2 separate regions of the Capra hircus genome follow, and region 2 is linked to region 1. Evidence: chromatin contacts called from public Hi-C data. All regions are on one chromosome and are shown on one strand. Each heading gives the region's core, a stretch centred on a gene start, on an enhancer-like site or on the middle of the called end of the contact. The rest is flanking DNA. Distances are from core to core; before and after follow the strand shown. Region 1 has its middle 4.7 kb from the start of TRNAL-CAG. Region 2 overlaps CX3CL1 (fractalkine).

Region 1 (6,151 bases), core at 1,206-3,705:
ACTGTTGAAGCCTGACTTGGGGAATTTTGAGCTCGTGTGAGATGAATGCAACTGTGTGGTAGTTTGAGCATTCTTTTGCATTGCCTTTCTTCAGGATTGGAATGAAAACTGATCTTTTCCAGTCCTGTGGCCACTGCTGTTTGATCTCTGGTTCTCTGGTTCCTGAGAGAGAAAACCAGATATCAAATTGCCACCGTCCATCTGTCCGTTTGTCCATTCATCCACTCCTGCAGAACTTATGCCTTCAGTTCCTGCTATGTGACAGGTACTGTACTACTGCTAGGACCACCTGGTGAACAAGATGGCCAAAGTTTCTACTTTGATAAGAGCTCAGAGCCTAGTGAGAGAGAAGCATGATCATCAAATAAGCCAGCAAATAAGCACGGTGACTTTGCATCTGTCAGAAGGAGGCCAGGCTGAAAGTGAATGCGAGGTCTGGGGGCCATTTTAACCCAGATACTGACAGGAATGATGAAAGGAGCCAACCCTGCATGAGCTGGGGGAAGATGGCCCCACACGGAGGAAACAGGAAGTGCAAAGGCCTGAGGGGGAACAGAAAGATGGGTGCAGGGAGCTGGAGGTGGAGATGAGGTGGAAGAGGTGAGCAAGGCTGGATCAAAGAGGGCAGACAGGATACTGTGGTTGTTGGGATGGCCCCGTAGATACTACTTCAGCACCGTCAGTTTGATAGGTGGGAACTTGCTCCACCACGTTTACCAGATGCGTGCAATAAATGGTACACTGGGGACCAATGGAAATGACCAATGGTAGGTGACGGTCTGAGACAGCACCGCCAAGCTGGGAACTGGGGAGATGACCTCAAGACCATGCAGGATCTCACCTCAGTAATGCAGGCACTCCTGCAACAGATTCAAGATAAATTTCAGACCGTATCTGATCAGATCATTGGAATAACTGATGACATCATCGTGAGGGCCTTCCCTCGTGAAGTGGTTAAGACTTCACCTTCCAATGCGGGAGGTGTGGGTTTGATCCCCTAATTGGGACGCTGGGATCCCCACATGCCTCGTGGCCAAAAAAAAACAGAACTTAAAACAGAAGATGAGATGGTTGGATGGGATCACCAATTCAGTGGACATGAATTTGAGCAAACTCTGGGAGATGGTGAAGGACACGGAAACCTGGTGGGCTGCAGTCCATGGGGTTGCAAAGAACTGGACACGACTGAGCAGCTGAACTGACTGAAAACAGAAGCGATGTTGTAACAAACTCAATAAAGACTTTTTAAATGGTCCACATTTTTTTAAATCTGAAAAAGAAAAATTGATGACATGGGCAATCGTATTGATGACCTGGAGAAAAATACCGCATTCAGACCATGTCCAGTTGGATCACTGGAAGAACTGATGACCTGAGAAGTCACATTGGTGACCTGGACAGAAGCACCACAGACCTCATGACACGGGCTGGGGTGGAAGAGCTGGATGGTGAAAACAAGATCCCTGCCCCACAGAAGAGCTGAAGTTTGTCCATCCGAACCAGACTCAGCAGCATCCTTTTCACGAGCCAAGAGAAGACGGAAGATGGGTGGCTTTTTGCAACTAATGCGCACTAATGTGTACTAATGTGTAGACAGGTTTTCTATTATCAAGCAGGCCCTCCTCTTACCTGGTACTACAGAGTTAGTTTATAGAGTGATTTCCCTCCCCTACCTTCCATGTTTCCCGAACATGGTAACTTCATATCTCAGCCCTTGGTCAGTTGTGCTATTAAACACTAAAACTTTGGCAGTTTTGGAGCGCGGCAGAAGTGGTACATTAGTTTATTTTTCTGGGTTAACACTTAAAGCATTTATTCTATTCCATGAACCCTAAATGTCCAACACGTATTAACCCTTCCGTCTATGCAAACCTTTGAGGCAGATACTATTCCTAAATCTATTTTGCAGATTGGAAAACTGAGGAACAGAGAGGCTAACTAACTCTCCCGTGTCATAGAGCTAGCAGAAGCAGGATTTGAACTCAGGCGGTTCCAGAATCCACGTGCTGACACATTCAGTCACGCTCCTTCGAGTTAAAATTGGCTATGCAACCACACGCGCACTGCAACCCTTGCTTATTAGAGTGTTATGCCATGGAGTCTCCCCACTCCTGGGGTTCTCTTTCTAGGGAGACTGAAGGCTTTGGGGACATGATAAGCAGTCTACAGAACTTGGAAGTGAGTTCCTGGTCCTTGGTGCATTCTGGTCACCACAGTCCACATGATTCATTCAAATTCCAGGAACTGGGTTGCCCAACTCTCCACACCAAGGGAGAACCTGGGGTCTTTGGCTCTGGCTCCAGAGAGACTGAGCAGTTCCTATCCCACCCCATCAGAGATCCACACCTGCTTCATCAACTGCACTCCTGATCTCCCAGCTAAGTGGGCCAAGATGCCCAAACCAGGCTTGGCAGGGATTCACTACTGGCGCTGAATCTTGGCCAAAGAAACCAGAGCCTGAAGCAAAAAACTTGGCCTTGCCAATTGGACTGGCTTGCTGGGAAACGCTTACCCTTTCTTTTAAGTCTCCTCTATAATGAAAACAGGACTAAAAATAATGTCTCCAAGTTCAGCCTGCCACCTTAGTTGGCAAGCCCCCATGGCTTTCTTTCTGTCTTTGTTTCTAAAAAGAAACAATGTAAATAAAGCACTTATCACAGATGTGACCTAAATTAAATCCCTTACAATTATATGGTGAAAGTAACAAATGGATTCCAGGGATTAGATATGGTAGACAGAGGGCCTTAAGAACTATGGACGGAGGTTCATAACATTGTACAGGAGGTGGTGATCAAAACCATCCTCAAAAAACAGAAGTGCAAAAAGGCAGAATGGTTGTCTGAGGAGGTCTTACAAATAGCTGAGAAGAGAAGCAAAAGGCAAAGGAGAAAAGGAAAGATATACCCATCTGAATTCAGAGTTCCAAAAAAATAGCAAGGAGAGATTAAGCCTTCCTAAGTGATCGATGCAAAGAAACAGAGGAAAACAACAATAGAATGGGAAAGACTAGAGATCTCTTCAAGAAAATTAGAGATACCAAGAGAACATTTAATGCAAAGATGGGCACCATAAAGGACAGAAACGTTATGAATCTAACAGGAGCAGAAGAGATTAAGAAGAGGTGGCAAGAATACACAGAAGAACTATACAAAAAAGATCTTCATGACCCAGATAACCATAATGGTGTGATCACTCACCTAGAGCCAGACATCCGGGAGTCCAAAGTCAAGTAGGCCTTAGGAAGCATCACTATGAACAAAGCTAGTGGAGGTAATAAAATTCCAGCCGAGCTATTTCAAATCCTAAAAGATGATGCTGTGAAAATGCTGCACTCAATATGCCAGAAAATTTGGAAAACTCAGCAGTGGCCATAGGACTGGAAAAGGTCAGTTTGCATTTCAATCCCAAAGAAATGCAATGCCAAAGAATGTTCAAACTACCACACAATTGCACTCATCTCACACACTAGCAAAGTAAAGCTCAAAATTCCCTAAGTGGGGCTTCAACAGTATGTGAACCATGAACTTCTAGATGTTCAAGCTGGACTTAGAGAAGACAGAGGAACCAGAGATCAAATTGCCAACATCCGTTGGAGAATAGAAAAAGCAAGAGAATACCAGAGAAATATCTACTTCTGCTTTATTGACTATGCCAAAGCCTTTGACTGTGTGGATCACAGCAAACTGTGGAAAATCCTTAAAGAGATGGGAATACCAGACCACCTGACCTGTCTCCTGAGAAATCTGTATGCAGGTCAATAGGCAAAAGTTAAAATTGGACATGAAAAAAAAAAAAAAAAGAAGAAGAAGAAAAAAATCGGACATGAAACAACGGACTGGTTCCAAATTGGAAAAAGAGTACGTCAAGGCTATATATTGTTACCCTGCTTATTTAACTTCTATGTACAGTTTATCATGCAAAATGCTGGCTGAATGAAGCACAGATGGAATCAAGATTGCCGGGAGAAATATCAATAACCTCAGATATGCAGATGACACCACCCTTATGGCAGAAAACGAAGAGGAACTAAGAGCCTCTTGATGAAAGTGAAAGAGGAGAATGAAAACGCTGGCTTAAAGCTCAACATTCAAAAAACGAAAATCATGGCATCCAGGCCCATCACTTCATGGCAAATACATGGGGTAACAATGGAAACAGTGAGAGACTTTATTTTGGGGGGCTCCAAAATCACTGCAGATGGTGACTGCAGCCATGAATTTAAAAGACACTTGCTCCTTGGAAGAAAAGCTATAACAAACCTAAACAGCATATTAAAAAGCAGGTATTACTTTGCCAACAAAGGTCTAGTCAAAGCTATTGTTTTTCCAGTAGTCATGTATGGATGTGAGATTTGAACTGTAAAGAAAGCTGACTGCTGAAGAACTGATGTTTTCAAACTGTGGTGTTGGAGAAGACTCTTGAAAGTCTCTTGGACTGCAAAGAGATCCAACCAGTCAATCCTAAAGGAAATCAACCAGGAATATTCATTGGAAGGACTGATGCTGAAGCTGAAACTCCAATACTTTGGCCACCTGATGCAAAGAGCCTACTCATTAGAAAAGACCCTGATGCTGGGAAAGATTGTAGGCAGGAAGAGAATGATACAACAGAGGATGACATGGTTGGATGGCATCACTCAACAATGGACATGAGTTCGCACAAGCTCCAGGAGTTGGTGATGAACAGGGAAGCCCAGCATGCTGCAGTCCATGGGGTTGCTAAGAGTCAGGCAAGACTGAGCAACTGAACAACAAAAAGTCACTGTTATAGCTCAGAATAGTTCTCAAGGAGGGGTATTAAGCCAGAAAAATCAAGCTCCATTTATCTGTGTGACTCTGGGTAAATTACTTTGCCTGATTTACCTCATCTGTAAATGGAGGTAATGCTACTCTGTATTGTGGTAATGCTATGAATGTTCAGCAAAATATTGGATGTAAGGGAGGCATTCACTAAAATTCAGTTTCCTGCCATTCTTTTCCCAGGCAGAGGTGGGTATATATGCCAAGATTCCAGGGATGCCAAAATCCCTGGAATTTTCAGGCCCCTCGGTTGGCTGAGCATCAGGGTCCCACTCGGGGACTGACTCCATCTGTCCCTAGCAGAGGTGAGCACAGTCACCTGGGACTTCCCCAGCTGCTAGTAGACTTTCCAGGGTGAGCTCAGGGGACTTTCCTCTCCCCAGCTGGACAACTTCCGAGAGTAGAAAATGAGTGAGGCTGGTCCCTCAAGGATTGATCGTTGGTGTCTGGGCTGCTGATAAGGGGACTATGAGATAAACAGGAATAGTGACCCTTTCCCGTTTTTGGAGATCTGGGCCTGGAATGGGGTTCTAAAATGGCCTCTTCCATGCCACAAATCTAGCACCTGAAAGGTGTCAGGGGAAGATAGCTGACCATCCACCCAAACCCAGGAGGTAGGTCTGAGTGGGGCCGCAGCACTGACCCTCATCAAATCAGCACTTCTCCCAGCCAGGCAAGGAGAGGGGCAGGAAGAGTGGGACTGACTTGGGCTGTAGCTCTGGGTTTGCCGTTGTTTTCTTATCTCCAAAGGATACACATTTAGAAAGGTTGGTGGTAGAAGGCATGAGGGGAGTGTTCCAGAGGTCATGACCACAAAGCTTCTGCCCCAAAGAGGACCCTGGTGAGTGACTCAGCCTGTGTGAGCCTAAGCTCTCTGCTGTGCAAAATGGGGCAGGAGGACAGAACTAATGGTTCCTGTCCAAGCACTGGCCTCAGAGGGAAGTTGTGAGTGTCTGATAACCCCTCTGATCTTGGTAACTTTCTGTTGCATCCCTACACCCCCCTCTCTCCACCTTTTTGTGTATAGGCACTCACACACAAAACACTCACTCACACACACACACACACACACACACACACACACCATCCAGCCAGCAGGGCTAATTAGTTATACCTCCAAAACACACCTTGAATCTTGAACTTGACCACCCTTTGCAATCTCCACTTCCCTGGCTCAGTCACCGTCATCTCTCTTCCTCCTTTCCATGACTGTCTCCCTGGGCTTTTGATTCTCCTCTTGCCTCTCACATCCATTCTCTGTAGATCAGCCAAATGGATCATTTTGAAAGGCCAACTGAATCTTGTTACTCCCCTGCTTTAAACACTCCAGTGACTCCAACACAGACAGAAGA
Region 2 (6,151 bases), core at 1,797-4,296, 80 kb before region 1:
GTGTGTAATTTCCTGTTTCTTAAGTGTTGCCTCTAATTAAAAAAAAAAAAATTCCATGTAGACATCAAACCTAAAATGCCTCTAATGTAAAACATTCTGATATTTAATAAACTACTAGTAGAGAACAAAAGATCTGTCAATTAAACTGTGAAAAGTTGTTGACTGTAAGACATATCTCGATTCCAAAGGTATTACAATGTGAAAAAAGAAACGTGTATCTAAGAATCCATGGAATCATTTGTTCATTCACACAGTCGTGTCCAAATCTTTGAGACCCCATGGACTGCAGTATGCCAGGCTTCCCTGTCCTTCACTGTCCCCTGGAGTCTGCCCAAACTCATGTCCGCTGAGTGGGTGATGCCACCCAACCATCTTGTTCTCCTTCTCCTCCTGCCAGCATCCGGGTCTTTTCGAATGAGTCAGCTCTTCGCATCAGGTGGCCAAAGTATTGGAACTTCAGCTCCAGCATCAGTCCTCCCGTGAATATTCAGGACTGATGCAATACTCTGTAATAAGCTGGACTTGGCCTTTGGCAATTTGCACAGTTTCCAGTCTACACAACTGTACAGAGCCGCTCGTGATGCCACCTTGGGCACTGGCAGTTCACACTTGAGTCACACCTCTGAGTACCCAAGTCCCTTGAGAAGTAATCCCTCTTTGATCTTTATCTGGACCAGCAGTGAGTTGAGGCTGTAAAGAGGAAAATGTGGCCCCATTTGCTCCCGTGGGTCACTAGATCCCTAATGCTGATACCAAGGCCCTCAAGGTGGTGGCTTAGTAGGCCTGGGCAGTGGGAGGGGGCAGGGTGGGGGACTTCATAAGGGAATCTAATTCCTGCCAGGGATGGAAGCTGCTGGAAATCTCCCACCTGGTTTCTTAAAATCTTAAAAACATTTTTAAATTTCTTATAGTGGAGTATAGTTATTAACAATGTTGTGTTAACTTCAGGTGTAGAGTGAAGTCTCACCTGATTTTACGCATGCCCAATGTCACATACCTGGGCAGAGGCTAGAGGCTCAGCCGTCCTCACCCCTGTTCCCAGGGCCCCTTCTCCTGCTGCCCCTCTGCCCCAGGCGTCCCCAGTGCCTCCACAGAGAGTCTTTTGTTTATTTGGGCCACACTGCCCTGCCGCATGCAGGACCCCAGGGCCAGGGATCGAACCAGCGTTGTCTGCAGCAGAAGCACAGAGTCGTATCCACTGGTGCACCGGAGAAGTCTCACTTCCCCAGAGAGTCTTGGCTCCTCCTTTGTTCCATCTTCCCAGAGGCCCCGATTGCTGAGTCTGACCCAGGAAAAACAACTATATTGGACCCACAAAACTTTTCAATTTTATTAGTAAAATATAAAATGGCACAGACATTGGCGATAGGGTTGGAAAAGCAAAATGATCAACCAACTCCTTCCAAAGCCCTCCCCAAATTGTCTTTATCCCTGTCCTTCTCCAGAGGACCTCACAAAGTCTGTGGAAGGGGGACCGTTGTCCCCAGCCGCATTATCACAGGTGGGAGCCCCATCACAGGAGCCCCATCCCTTGAAGGTTCCCCATCAAGAAGAACCCAAAAAGTGCATTCAGATCTGCTGTCCTCCTCTCTGAGGTCAGAGTGCCCCCAACCCGAGCCAGACCCTCACGGGCATCGAGGAGGGCCAGGCAGACAGGGAAAGCTGGCTTCCCTCTCTCTGGACCAGAGCCGCCTGTGCACTCTCTCAGCATCTATCTGCAAAGGAGCATACCATTTGTACATGGAAGAGCCTGGCCCGTGGGAGGCTCCTCTAGTGGAGTGCAAAGAACACTTTCAGAGACCATCAGAGGGAGGTGGGGAGCTGCCACCAGAGACCCTGAAGGGTGGGACTTGCAGGTCCAGCTCTGATGGCGGGGTGCTGGCCAGTCCAGAGAGCCTTCAGCCCCACCCAGTCCTGCCCAAGCCTCCAGTGCCTAAAAGGGAACCTCTGACGTCATGCCCACAACTTCCCCTCCCCTGCCCATCTCTCCCCACAGGACAGAGTCCCTTTCAGAAGTAAACACGGGAACCTCAGGTTTCCATGGTGGACTCTGATCTTATGGAAATTCCTGGCTCTGCCTGTGGTGGGGGCGAAGGGGAGGCAGGAAGAACTCAGAGTGCAGAGGACAGTGTTTTCAAGGAGTGAGAGGTGGAAGAGGAAACCAGGCCACAGAAAAGAAAGAGAAAATGCTGGACTCGGGTCCTTCAGGAAGAAGCGGAGGAAAGGGCATGGCTACTGCCTGCGGCTGCTCCCTGGCTCCTTTCTGGGAGCCTGCAGGCCTCTGCTCCTCCTACAGCCTGTCACTTGTGACCTGGTAGGCTGTCACAAGTTGTGGAGGGGTAGGGTGGGGGCAGGACCTCCTGGTCACAGCATCCATGGATGTGCCTGTCTCATCGATGGTTGAGAGCATCTCTACTGCTGAAGGTTGAGAAGCTGTATCCAGGGTCTGCAGAAAGGGGTCTCTGGATCAACTAGTGATACCTGACAGGGATAGCCGTTATTGCCACATATCTACCATCCCTCTTCCCTTTCACAGATGAGACACCAGGGGGATGAATGTCTTGATGGATGGGTGAGGGCCTGGGACTAAACTCCCAGCCTTCACATTCATAGTCAATGTTCCTTCACAGGTGCGGAGGTGGGGGGTGGGGGTGGAATCCAAGCCAGCAGATTACTTCATCTCTCATTCCCAAAATACCTGCCCAAGGGCAGAACCTTCGCTGGGAGCAGTCCCAGGAAACACCACACTAACTTCATGCAAGAAAAGACAGGTCCCCGCCTGGGGCATGGGGTCTGTACAGGGCCCATGGAAAACTAGCACCGCAGGTGGCCGGGGTGGCTGGCGACCGCAGCGGGACCAAGAGACGCGACGAGGTCTGGGGCAGTGGGCAGGGGAGGCCTGACCAAGGCTCGTTTGCGAAATGGGATGCCCGCGGTAACACAGGGGAAGTGGGTTAAAGGGGCCGGGCATTCAGGAAATACTTGTTCACAGAGGCTGGCATGGTATCTAACGGACCCTCTAACCAGCCAACAGCAGAGGGGCGTTTTTTTGTCTTGGGACATTGGAGTGAGCTGGGGAGGCCACCTGCTCTGTCCACAGTAGGTCATGAATGGTCAAGGGTGGCCTCCAGGCGCTGGGAGCAGACCCACCCAGATGGCCTCTCCTCCTTGCTTCAACCATCCCAGCTTGGGCCAGGCTCTTGGGTGAGGGAAAGTGTGAGGATGGGGGACCCCGGGCCGCTGAGTTGAATGACTGGACGGACGCAGGCAGGAGGGGATCTCACACTGGCACCAGGACATATGAGTTACTGCCACAGCTCCGGGGGACATAGCAGATCCCTTCCACCACATCCCCCACCATCTTGCGGGGGCAGCTCTGCAGTCTCTGGTAGGCAAACATGCCCACCCCCAGGCAGAAGAGGAGACCGAGGAAGGCCAACAGCCCTACGGCCTGCCTTCGCGTGGCCACCTGGGAGTCAGGCACGGACGTCATAAGGATGCCCAGACTCTGGGGGCCTGCGGTGGTGAGAACGGGCTCCTTGGCCTTGGGGAGCTCCTCAGTCTCGGGGGCCCAGCTGCCCGAGGCCAGTGCATCCATGCTGGGGGTCCCTTCAGAGGCTATAGTGACCTCAAAGACTCTGGACACAGTGGCCAACCCCAGGAAGGCCTCTGTGTGAGCTGAAGAGGGACTTGTTTCTTTGGACCCTAGAGAGTTCTTTGATGAGTCCTGTACCTTGATTCCCACAGTTAGGCTTCCAGGCCCACTGCTGTCCTTTAAGACAGCGTGGGAAAGAGTCAGGGCCTGGGTGGAGGGGACCGGGGTGGAGGGGACCAGGGAGGGGAGGGCCTGGGTGGAGGAGACCGGGGTGGAGAGGGTCTGGGTGGGGAGGGTCTTGGTGGGGAGGGTCTGGGTGGAGGGGGCCTGGGTGGAGGGGGCCTGGGTGGAGGGGACCAGGGTGGGGAGGGTCTGGGTGGAGGGGACCGGGGTGGGGAGGGTCTGGGTGGAGGGGGCCTGGGTGGAGGGGACTGGGGTGGGGAGGGTCTGGGTGGAGGGGACCAGGGTGGAGGCGGCCTCAGAGGCTTTCCCCTCAGTCCAGAGGCCTGCCTCAGGTTGGTCGGCAGCAGAACTCTGCCAAGACGTGGTGGTGGTGATGGCAGCCTTGTTGATAAGCTCAGTTTTCTGAGTCCCTCCATCTGGAGCTTTTGAAGTGGAGGAGGACCTGGTCCCCATGGAACCAGCCACTCCTGGAGAAGTCCCCAAGGCACTCTCTGCCCCTAGACCACTGCTTTCGCCTGTGAAGTTCACCTCTGAGGCAGCAGACCAGTACATCTCTCTGGCGCCCAGGGGGGTCCTGGGCTCACCCTCACCGATTTGCCTCTCGAATGTGCCGCTCTTTTGAGTCACAGCAGCCTTCTGGTCTAGTTGCTTCATGGCTTTCTGGACCCATTCCTCCTTTGGGTCAGCACAGAATGATTTACCCTTCACAGTCTTCAGGCTGCAAGGAAGGAAGACAAGGGAGCCAGTGATGCTTAAATGCCACGTGGAGTAGGAGCATCACACAAAATCTCTGCAGGTGAGCCGACCTGGCTGGAAATCAAGTCCCCACCACTTACTAGCTATGAGCTGTGAGCTTCTTAACCAAGGCAGCTCAGCTCACAGAACTTCTGTGCTCTCATTGAGAACTGGAAAGAGTCCTGTCTTCTGCAGGGTGACCAACCATCCCAGAAAAACTGGGACTGAAGGGGTCTTTTGGTGAAAATTTCGGCAAACAAGGACAAGTTGGTCACCCGCTTCTGTGTTATTGTAAAAAAATTTTAAAGATGTAAAGCACCTGGTTCAGAGTGCATGAATGAGAATTCAGTTGCTCAGCCATGTCCAACTCTGTGCGACCCCATGGACTGATATGTACCAGGCTCCTCTGCCCATGGAATTTTCCAGGCAAGCATACTGGAGTGGATTGCCATTTCCTACTCCAGGGGATCTTCCTGATCAGAAAGATAATAAAAATGTAAGTCATAATGTCATGAACGTGAAGATGGGGGCTCTTCGCTGTGAGCTTTCTGATTGGGAGATATCCCAGGTGTTCTCTGCCACGAGGTGTGTGACTGGCAAGCTTGGTGGTGAAAAGACTCAATGTCATAACCTCCTCTTCCTCCTCTCCTTCAGTTGAAAGCTGACCTCTGGACCTCTCTCCTCTCCTAGAGTGTATCCTCAGGCTACAAGGGCCCCTAGGGTGCTACAACTCTCTATACGGTGGCCCTGATGGGACCCTCAAAGTGAAATGTGAGTGAAAGTGTTAGTTGCTCAGTCATGTCTGACTCTTTGTGACCCCATGCACTGTAACCTGCCAGGATCCTCTGTCCATGGAATTCTCCAGGAAAGAATACTGGAGTGGGTCGCCATTCCTTTCTCCAGGGGATCTTCCCAACCCAGGGATCAAACCCAGGTCTCCTGGATTGCAGGCAGATTCTTTACCATCTGAGCCATCAGGGATGCTCAAAGCATACTGGAGTGGGTGGCCATTCCTTTCTTCAGGACCCTGAGTTCCATCCAAATCTTGAGCTTCCTTTGAAGCCTGTGTGTGGCTTAGTACCAAGACCACAGCTCAGAGCTGGCTACTCCACCCCTGCTCCACACCCTGGCCTGTGCTCCCCATCCGAGAAATTTTGTCTCGTTAAACTTTATACCCTTTCTGCAAAATGGCTACTATATACATCCCCATTTTACAGATTAAAAAACTGAGGCTTAGAGGGGTAATATAAATGTGCCTGTCTCCAATATGTTAGGAAGCCAGAGAGGTCCAGAAAGCGAGCGTGACCCTGAAGGACCCACAGGCGCAGTGCTGCCCCAGTGCCGTCATCCCCTCTCTGGAGCATCCCACTTCCCCTTCGCCTACGAAAGAGAAGCAAACATGTAGGGTAGTGTGGGGGAAGTGAGGTTTGACGGGTGAGCAGAGGTCAGGCTGTAGCGCACTTGCCCTCTTAGTAATCAGTGGGAGGAAGTACAATTTTCTTTAGTGGGCCCCTGCTTCGAACAGGCTGTTTCCTGTTGCCAGGAGTCAGGGTCTGGCTGAGACTGCTTTAGGACCCAAAGGTCAGTCCTGGGGAAAGGCCTGAGGGCTGGGCAACTGGGCAGTACCCAAGAGGGACC

The links. A called contact is a pair of places that touch in the nucleus more often than the background predicts.
Region 2: a contact with region 1 is called in a Hi-C map of blood, with 2.0 times the contacts expected there. The contact joins two enhancer-like sites. A contact is called at or near these places in 3 of 5 Hi-C or Micro-C datasets (all in blood).

What each region holds. Positions count from the first base shown.
Region 1 is chr18:26,667,140-26,673,290 of ARS1.2, reverse strand. No RefSeq gene overlaps it. Among named protein-coding and RNA genes, the nearest start is that of TRNAL-CAG, 4.7 kb to the right of the region's middle. Within about 2 kb of position 2,455, at least 1 of the 5 cell types and tissues checked has an H3K27ac peak or open chromatin away from gene starts, as enhancers often do.
Region 2 is chr18:26,747,401-26,753,551 of ARS1.2, reverse strand. It overlaps CX3CL1 (fractalkine), which reads right to left. Exons shown (of 3, transcript XM_018063153.1): 3 at 1,306-4,496. The coding sequence ends at 3,281. Among named protein-coding and RNA genes, the nearest start is that of CX3CL1, 10 kb to the right of the region's middle. Within about 2 kb of position 3,046, at least 2 of the 5 cell types and tissues checked have an H3K27ac peak or open chromatin away from gene starts, as enhancers often do.